Linked DNA regions of Mustela erminea: region 2 is linked to region 1. Evidence: chromatin contacts called from public Hi-C data. All regions are on one chromosome and are shown on one strand. Each heading gives the region's core, a stretch centred on a gene start, on an enhancer-like site or on the middle of the called end of the contact. The rest is flanking DNA. Distances are from core to core; before and after follow the strand shown.

Evidence for each region. Hi-C and Micro-C count contacts between places; a contact is called where the count stands out from the background.
Region 2: a contact with region 1 is called in a Hi-C map of spleen, with 5 times the contacts expected there. The contact joins the promoter of NOL7 here to the promoter of TBC1D7 in region 1. A contact is called at or near these places in 2 of 3 Hi-C or Micro-C datasets (fibroblasts and spleen).

Annotation. Positions count from the first base shown.
Region 1 is chr4:137,180,848-137,185,403 of mMusErm1.Pri, forward strand. It overlaps TBC1D7 (TBC1 domain family member 7), which reads right to left and starts at 1,281. Exons shown (of 7, transcript XM_032341131.1): 1 at 1,164-1,281.
Region 2 is chr4:137,441,010-137,445,107 of mMusErm1.Pri, forward strand. NOL7 (nucleolar protein 7) reads left to right here and starts at 2,531. Exons shown (of 8, transcript XM_032341148.1): 1 at 2,531-2,862; 2 at 2,945-3,005; 3 at 3,652-3,710. The coding sequence starts at 2,597. It overlaps SIRT5 (NAD-dependent protein deacylase sirtuin-5, mitochondrial), which reads left to right. Exons shown (of 12, transcript XR_004285217.1): 11 at 1,009-1,012; 12 at 3,712-3,722. LOC116589163 (a long non-coding RNA gene) reads right to left here and starts at 2,456. Exons shown (of 3, transcript XR_004285218.1): 1 at 1,311-2,456.

The sequences.
Region 1 (4,556 bases), core at 31-2,530:
CTCCTTGGCCAAAAACCAACCCATAAAACTAAAGTCCTCTGAGCTGTTAGATTTCATACGGTGCAGGGACTAGAATCACTACTTATGGGAGTTCCTAGCCATTGCACACACTCAAAGAAAAAACAATTAGTGAAATATGAAGACAGACAAGATGTCACGCAAAAGGGGTTACCAAACAGTATCCACTGGGATTCTTTGCTTTACAATTATTATGCATTAAAACATTATACTATATGCTAAAATGTTGGCAATGACTTATCTTTAGGGAATAGGATTCCAGGGGACTTAAATCTTTTGCTTCGCCATTATTTTTGAACGGGCATTTTTGTAAAATGAAAAACCAAGCTATCAAGTAAAAGGCGGTAAGTTCCTCACTTTAAACACAGTATTATCGAATACAATTACCAAAATTCAGAACCCACCACAGATTAAGAGCAGTAAATTGTAAAGGAGAAGAGGAGCAGGAACATTAGCCTGTCCTCCAGTGATGCCATAAAGCTGGAGAAGGAATCAGGACTTAAAATGTGGCATCAGAATTCAAAAAGTTCAGTGGTCTCTCTCTGGTTCTTTCACAATGAACTTCATAAAACAGAGTTCATAAAATTAAGTTTGTAAGACTGACAGCAAGTCATCAGGAAAAGGTCAAATCGGGTTGGCATTTTAAGAACAAAATGTAACACATTTTTCAGGAAGTACTGCACAGCTTGACTCAAATGCTTAAAACCTCGAAGCAAAAGAAAAAAAAATGTAACATATATATACACATATATATAAACCCCAGGTTTTAGAAATCCTGAGCAGTTCGGAGAGCCACGGTCTTATTGAAAAGATACGCCCTGAGCCCCTTCCGTCACAGGAAAGAGGAGGAATGGTTTAAAATGAGAAATTCTAAAGAATTCTGAGCTTTGAGGACCAAACGTTTTTTTAAAACCCCAAATCATAGCACTAAAACGCTAAATGAATTCGGGGACTCATTTAAAAGCGGCCGCCAAACAGCTGCAGGAGGATGCGACGCCCGTTGCCTAAGAACGGGCCATTCTCGGGTTGCACGACAGCGGCACACAGGTCCTGGAGGAAACTCTGTCAGCGACACTCCGGCCCCTGAGCGTCCACCTCAGGAAATGCAAACGACCCCAGGTCCCATCCTCCCTATCACGCTTCACCTCTAAGTGGTGGAAACCACACCCGGGTTGACACTAAGCGGAAACCAGGCCCAGCGCGCTGACCCGCCGGCGGGCAGGAGGGCGACGTGAGGGCCGCCAAGGACACGGACGCGCCCCCACGCTGGCCCCGCCAGCGCCCGGGAAGCCCGCGACCCACAGCCACTGCCGCCGCCGCTGCCGCCGTCGCCGGACGTGACGTTGAGTACCCGCCCGAGGGGCGGTGCCGAAAGTGCGCGTGCGTACAGAGCATGCGCGGAAGCTCCTCTCCCGCTGGGAGACCGGGACTGTTTAAAGAGCCGAAGCGGGGTGGGAGGTTCAAGTCCTCATGCCGCGGCGCCAGTCCTCTAACTCCTCCGGCCCACACCTGGTCCGGAGAATCTCTCTACCCCCTTATTCCCTCTGTCCAGGCGGTTACTGTTTGGGACGCTCGCTCCTCCAGGGTTGTAAGGTCCCCACCTGCAGGAGACCTTGGAGCCCAGGGCGATGCCACCCCACCCTCCCAAGCTATCTGTCTGCAGTGGAAGACTCCTGTTTTGATTCTTTATTCCCTTTTTATTCTTTCAGTGTGCGGAAACAAGTGAAGACCAAGCACGTCACAAATGCAAAGGCAGTTTATTCCGAACTTGCTATGCAGGAGAGCCACCCTCCGTTGAGTTCTGGCTGAAGACCAAAGGCAGATGGAGGAGTGGGAACGGCTGATCGGCTGATCGAGGGGGAAAGGCAGTGCTTCAGGCATGCCCTCACCGAAGGCTACGGGCACGGGAAAGCTGTAGGGAGACTAATTAGAAATGGGGCATCCTGTGTGATCCCAGCGATTGTCAGTTAGCCATGTGAGGCTTTCTCTGGTTGATCCTAAGTTGGGACAAAAATTAGGGAACCTGTCAGTTATTAATCAAGTCCTGGCCATTTGGGTCCAATTGTTAGGGTCATTTATTGTTTAACTTACTGGGTTGTTTCTAAAGCTAGCAGCCGGGCTTCCTGCAAGTCTGACTTAACAGCAGGCAACCTTCCTAGAGTGATTATTATAGATAAGGCATTGGTTCTCTCTCTGGGTTGCTGCAGGTTGTGGGTCAGAGTTCTATTTTTATATATAGTTGGGCCACTGTATATTCAGATTAAACACTATAAAAGTAAATTTTGAAATGTGAAGTCTGAAAAAAAGATATACTAAACACAAGCCCCAACCTATTAGATTCAGCAGACATAAAAACTACTCTGTAAAATGGCTATTAAAGCTTATAAACATTTTCAGTTTCTCTGCTTACCTTGTCAAAGACCAGCACTGGTCCTGGGGACATCCCCTCTGAGCAGCACTGCCTGGGTGGGTTTTTAAACCAACACAGTTTGAGAGGAACCTCCTAGAAAAAGTCAGCTCAGCGATGGATGCTGCCTCCTTAAAAACCCAAATGTATATGGAAGAGACCACACAGAGACCAAGCTCTAGAGGGAAAACTTGGAATCAGTAGTACAGAAGTCAGTCCAGTTATAGTGTCAGGAAGTTTGTGGTGGCATAGCTCGGTAGAACTTTAAGAGAAGCTAGTAGTGGTGGTTAAACTCAGACACTTATGCTCTTCCCAAACCCCCACCCCCCCACCATCACCATCTTTATTTAGTTCGTCAGTTCTGGGGTACTAAGCCTTGCTTAGGCAGTGTTTCTTCACATTGGGAAGAATTCTTCAAGTTCTAGCTTTCAAGGATTCCCTTTGCCTCATTTGCTTCATCTGAACCTTGACCAGTCACTGATGTTTACAATGTCCTTTTTTTAAATCTTTGAAATAGAGCTAATCACGGTGACGGCATCACAGGTATTGGAACTCTTAAATGAGAAAGCGTAAGCTGCTTGGCACAGCGCTTCGGCACAGCAAGGATATATGTGAATCAGCTGCGAATAGCTTAAGGGTGACCATATGGTTCTTTAACTGCCTTTCCCTGTGCTTTTTGGTGAGCTGAGAAACAGTATTTGGAAGCTTCTCTAGGAAGTAAGTCTCCTGGAGACCATACTTAACACTGCAGCCGGAGTGACCCTTTCAAAATGTCCTTTTGACAGCTTCCTCAGAGTAGAAACCAAAATCTTTTCATTATGTGCCTTCTTCCCTCAACCTCGTCTACTCTTAGGGACCCTCTTGTCTTAGTACCTTCTCGTGTTTGTTCTCTGCCTGAAATGCTATTTCCTCAGACAGCCGCATGATCTGTTTCCTCACCTTAAGTTTGGTCATATGTTTCCTCCCCTAAACACCCTACCGAAAGTTGCAAATTCATTGCCCCCGAGTCCCAACCTCCTCCCACACTCTACGTTTTCCGCAGCACTGATGACCTCACGCGCTAGGCAATCCACATCTTCTAGTTGTTAATGGAGTTCATCCTCCCACCAGAATGTCAGTTCCAAAAGGTCAGGAACCTTTGCTTTGTTAACTGATGCATCCCCAGTTGATGAAGCACTACTTAACATAGTACATGCCCAATGCATACTTGCTAAGTGAAAGAAAAGAGAACCCACACACTGAATGGACAGCCCTTCTTTCTTTCTTAGCGTTGTACGTTTGGGCTGTGATGTGTCAGAAGACATTATTAGCCACAACACAGAACACAGAGTGGAGCAGGTAAGTGTGATGTTGTGATTCATAATAAGAAATATGTATTTGGTCTTCATCCCTATGGCTGGCTCACAGCCCTGAAAACCCTTGAAATGTCCCAGGTGTTGAGAGTGATAAAGATATCCTGTGTTATGTTAATGAGGTGACTGTTGGACCACACCTGAGGGTGGGGGCTGGTTGCCCGGAGAATCAACCAGGTCATTAAAGGGTTGGAGCTTTGGTCCTGCCCTGACCTCTGACCTCCAGGAAGGTTAGAGAGGCTGGAGGTGTAATCAGTCCTCAATGGCCAACGATTTAATCAATCATGCCTGTATAATGAAGCCTCCATCGGAACCCCTAAGAGGAAGGGGTTAGCAGGCAATCAAATTTTCGTGGAATTTAATTGAAATACAAATTTTATTTTTTTAAGATTTACTTATTTGAGAGAGACAGAGAGAGACAGATAGTGAGAGAGAACACAAGTTGGGAGGCAAGGGAGAAGCTGGCTTCCACTGAGCAGGGAGCCCGACCGACATGGGGCTCAATCCCAGGACCCCGGGATCATGACCTGAGCCAAAGGCGGATGCTTAACCAAATGAGCCATCCAGATGCCTCTGAAATATGAATTTTAAAAGTCCCAGGTGCTCTTCATTTTGAACACATACACCTTGCCGCCCCTTTGCGGCCGGCTTCACTCCTTACTGTCTTGTAACCTGACTGCCCTCTGGTGGTTAACTGTTCTTACTAAATTATGGCAATAATATTATAGGAGTCCATGGAATCTCAAGGTTGAATGGGATTCAAAGTCAGCCAGTCCCAT
Region 2 (4,098 bases), core at 1,281-3,780, 260 kb after region 1:
ATAGGTCCCTTGGATCAGGTCGGCTCCCCGGGTGGTTACACCCCTGGGCCACATTGCCTCAGCCCCTTACAACAAAATTACATTAATGCTACACCCTTGGCTTTTGTAGAAACGGGCAAGACAGGGTCACATAAAACATTTTTTTTTTAATATATTTTTAAAAATTTATTTGACAGAGATCACAAGTAGGCAGGGAGGCAGGCAGAGAGAAAGGGGGAAGCAGGCTCCCCGTCAAGCAGAGAGTCTGATGTGGGGCTCGATCCCAGGACCCTGAGATCATGACCCGTTATGCCGCAGAGGCTTAACCCACTGAGCCACCCAGGTGCCCCCATATAAAAGTTTTTCCTGTACAAGTCATAACTTTTAATAAATCCCAGAGGTTCTTTCCATGGGCAAGGAGGGATGTTCAAAACTTAAAAGGCGTAGGGCTCCTGAGGGCCCAATTTACACTTCACATGAGTGGGTCAAAGGATGTACACAGAGGGGGTCTCATATAATGCAGTTTTTCTATCTGAAATACCATCATTCATTGTTAATAGGTTTGTTGTTGGGCTTCTCAAAGTTAAATTCATACATTTTCCTAGTGTTAGGAATGATGAAATTTGGCACATTGTCTCAGTGAGTCTGATTTTATTTTTACTCTGTAATTTCCATCTGACCATGGTCCTGATATTTCATAACTGTTTTTTGCGACTCCTGTCCACTCATCCTGGGCCTTTGGTACCAGCAGCAGTTTTTGTTTTGTTTTGGTTTTGTGTTTTGCCATTTTTGTTCATGTTTTGATTTTGTTAGGGAAGATGAAAAATTTGAAAATACAAAAATGTATGTGACATTTAATTCAATGTCTACCTTATGATAGACATTAGAAATAAAATGATCAGTAAGATATGGACCTTACCCTCAAGGAGGTCACAGAATGGTTGGAACAATTGTCTCGTGAACTATTTTACAGAGTAGTAACCACAGTAAAGAAATTTGTGCAAGATTCAGAGGAGAATGCAATTAGAGATGAGTGGAGTAGAGATGGAGTCAATGTTAAGGTGTTTGAAAGCCTTTAAGAGGAAGTCAGCCCGGGCGGCAGTTTTGGAAGTATAAATAGTTCCACATGGAGGAGTATCGGTAGAGGAAACAGCATCTACCAATGCCTAGCAAGTGTGCAACAGCTTGGTTTGCTCAGCCAGTGATGAGTCATTTCGTGTTGTATAATGAGTGGGAGAAGATAAACCCAGAGATCAGAGATCTGGGGAGTGGAGGGATAGAAACTGTGCTAGGGCTGCTTTCACAAAGCAGTGGTGAAGTCATTTTTTCACCAGATTTAGGGTTTGCGCTGGACCAGCCACTGTTCAAAGTCCTGGGGTTAGAGCAGGGCACCAGGCCGGGACCCTGTTCTCGCAGAGTGTACATCCTAATGCCAGAGTCAGACGATAAGCTGTTAGGGGAGTGGTGTCGGTGATGGACAGAGGCGTGGACACTCCAGGGGCAGGTGGTCGGGGAAGCCTGGGAAATGGTGGCTGAGGTTGCCAAGCACAGGTTTGGTGCTGACCATTGACTTAAGCCTGCATCTGTCAACTTGTTCCTGTCATTGCTGGGACTGAAAGGCATCACGTCCTGTTGCTATAGCACAGTTCTGCCCTTGGAAGGAGATGCCACTTCTTTGGGGGTCAGGGAGTGAACGGAACCAAATCCACAAATACTGATCACTTGGATCCAATGTGAAAGTTAGTAAAGGGAAATCTTACTAAAATGGAGTTGGGAGGTTCGGCTGGGGCAGGTCTCACGCTCTACCATTTGTCCTTAATTGCAAATCCAACAGGAAGAGACAGTGGACCTGGGTAGGTGAATAGGCTTCATTACCTCCGCGGAAGACTTTCCACTCGCCCCAGCAACAGCCAGCCAATGAGAAGCTACTGTGTTTCGAATCCCCAGCGGACTCCAATGGACTTTTTGTTTACGACAGCCTCTCCCGACTTCCCCCTTTCCTCTATAAAAGAGCACGCAGCCCTTAGTTTGGGGGACTTGCTGATGGTTTTGCCGACAGCTTGCTTGCCCGGCAACTCTGCACCCATTTTTTTTGCTGCTGGTAAAGCAACTGGCAGTTTTGTTTTTTAAAGTTAACAGGACCACGTGGATCCCGGTGTTAGGTGGAGTCACCGGGGCTTGTGGTCACACGTTCCTGGGCTCCTGGACGCCAAAGCCCGTGGCAGCCGCACTGGGGGAGGGGGCCCAGGCAACCCTGCTGTCAGCTTCCCCGCAGAGGTCTCACGATGGCTCTCCCCTCCTAGAAACAAGCCTCATTCCATCCTGCTCTCACTGCGGAAGTTCTAGTCGCTTATTTGAAATGGAGAGAAATCCAGGGGGCGTCGCGGGAGGAGAAATCTCCCGGAGGAATGAAGACAACAACATCCCAACTGCTGGACTGTCCGTCCCGTAGGCCACGCCCTTCCCGGCTCTGCGCACGCGCATCCGCCGTCCGCGGCCGCCTCCCCAACCGCACCTGCAGGGGGCGACGCAAGTCGCGTCGCTTGCACTTTGCGTCACACTGCGCTTGCGCCTTGCTTCCGGGTCAGAAGCCGGACGGTCGGAAGCTGCGCGGGCTATGGTACACCTCCGGCCGCGCGCGTCCCGCATCCCGGCCTCGGCGATGGTAGACGAGGGCCAGCCCCCCTCCGAAGAGGAGGAGGAGGCGGAGCACGGCCTGTTGCTCGGGCAGCCCAGCAGCGGCGCGGCCGCGGAGCCGCTGGAGGAAGACGACGAGGAAGGGGACGACGAGTTGGACGACGAGGCCCCGGAGGAGCTGACGTTCGCCAGCGCCCAGGCGGAAGCACGAGAAGAGGAGCGGCGGGTTCGGGAGTCGGTGCGCAGGTTCGGAGCCCGCCGCCGTCCGGGGGACCCGCCCCTTCCCGTCCCGCGCATGTGGCCCCGCACTAACTTGTCGCTCTTTCAGGGATAAAACGCTCCTGAAGGAGAAGAGGAAGCGCCGCGAGGAGCTGTTCATTGAACAGAAGGTGAGCGGGTAGGGAGGCGTCGCCCTATTTTAAAGCACGCGGCCGGGGTTGAGTGCCCGTGTGTGGCGCCGCAGCTGGGGGGCCTGCGGGTGGGGAAGGTCGCTGACGCGCCTCCTTAGAACGGCGAAAACGAAGGCGCGGGAGCTCGTTGCTGTCCGACTGAGAACGGGAATGGGGAGGTCGTGAATTCGAGGGTCGGAGGGTTCCTCCCCGCTGGGCCAGTACAGCCTCGTCATTTAGTGTCGCGGAGGTAGTTTCTCCGAAATTGGGTCGCTCTGAGAATTAGGAGGTGCTTTGTAAACCGAGGGGTGTGGTTGCTTTGCTCTCTGACGTCTGGCAGACGGGCCGCAGCGAACGAACGGACTGGAGGTGGACGGGACTTAACTGCGCTCCGTGTAGAGCTACGGGGTGGCATACGGTGGGCAGCCTAGCCAGGCTTCACCCGGTCTTCCAGAGAATGTGGAATGGGTGCTGAGCTCCGTGCGCGCAGCCGTCCCACGGCTCTGAGATCGTGCGGCAGGGCCGGCCCCGTTCGTTCATTCTGTCGCGGTGTAAACTGTCCTTAAAATCAGAAACTTCGGAAGCAAGTGGGGGCGTACTGTCATGCACCTCCCTGCTGATCAGTTTTTTAATGTTTTTATCTAAGAAAAGAAAACTCCTTCCAGATAACATTCTAGAGAAGTTAACTACAGCTGGACCGACCAAGTAAGTGATGGATCTTGTTACAGACACCTGTGAGTTACGGATTGGTACGTTTATTTGAATCCAAGTAATAGAAGTAATAAAAGGCTACATAGCAGATACTTGAATCTGGTGGGAAAGGTGGAGGAAATTAACTCCAATTTTCAGTCTTTGTTCATTCTTTGTCAGTTTTCATTTCTTTGTTCATTCCTGTAGCTAACTTTGGCTTCTGAGTTACTGATTCCGGGGTGTTGAGTCAGTAAATGCTTGTGCTCCTGTCCTCGCACTAGGGGCAGGAGAGATGGTGGTGAATAAAGTAATGTCTGGGGACTTAGCATTTAGTGGAGTAGGAGACACTGTCCACAGGCTCCCGAACGTGCTGTCCGGTACTTGCCTTGGCTGCTATGGCTTC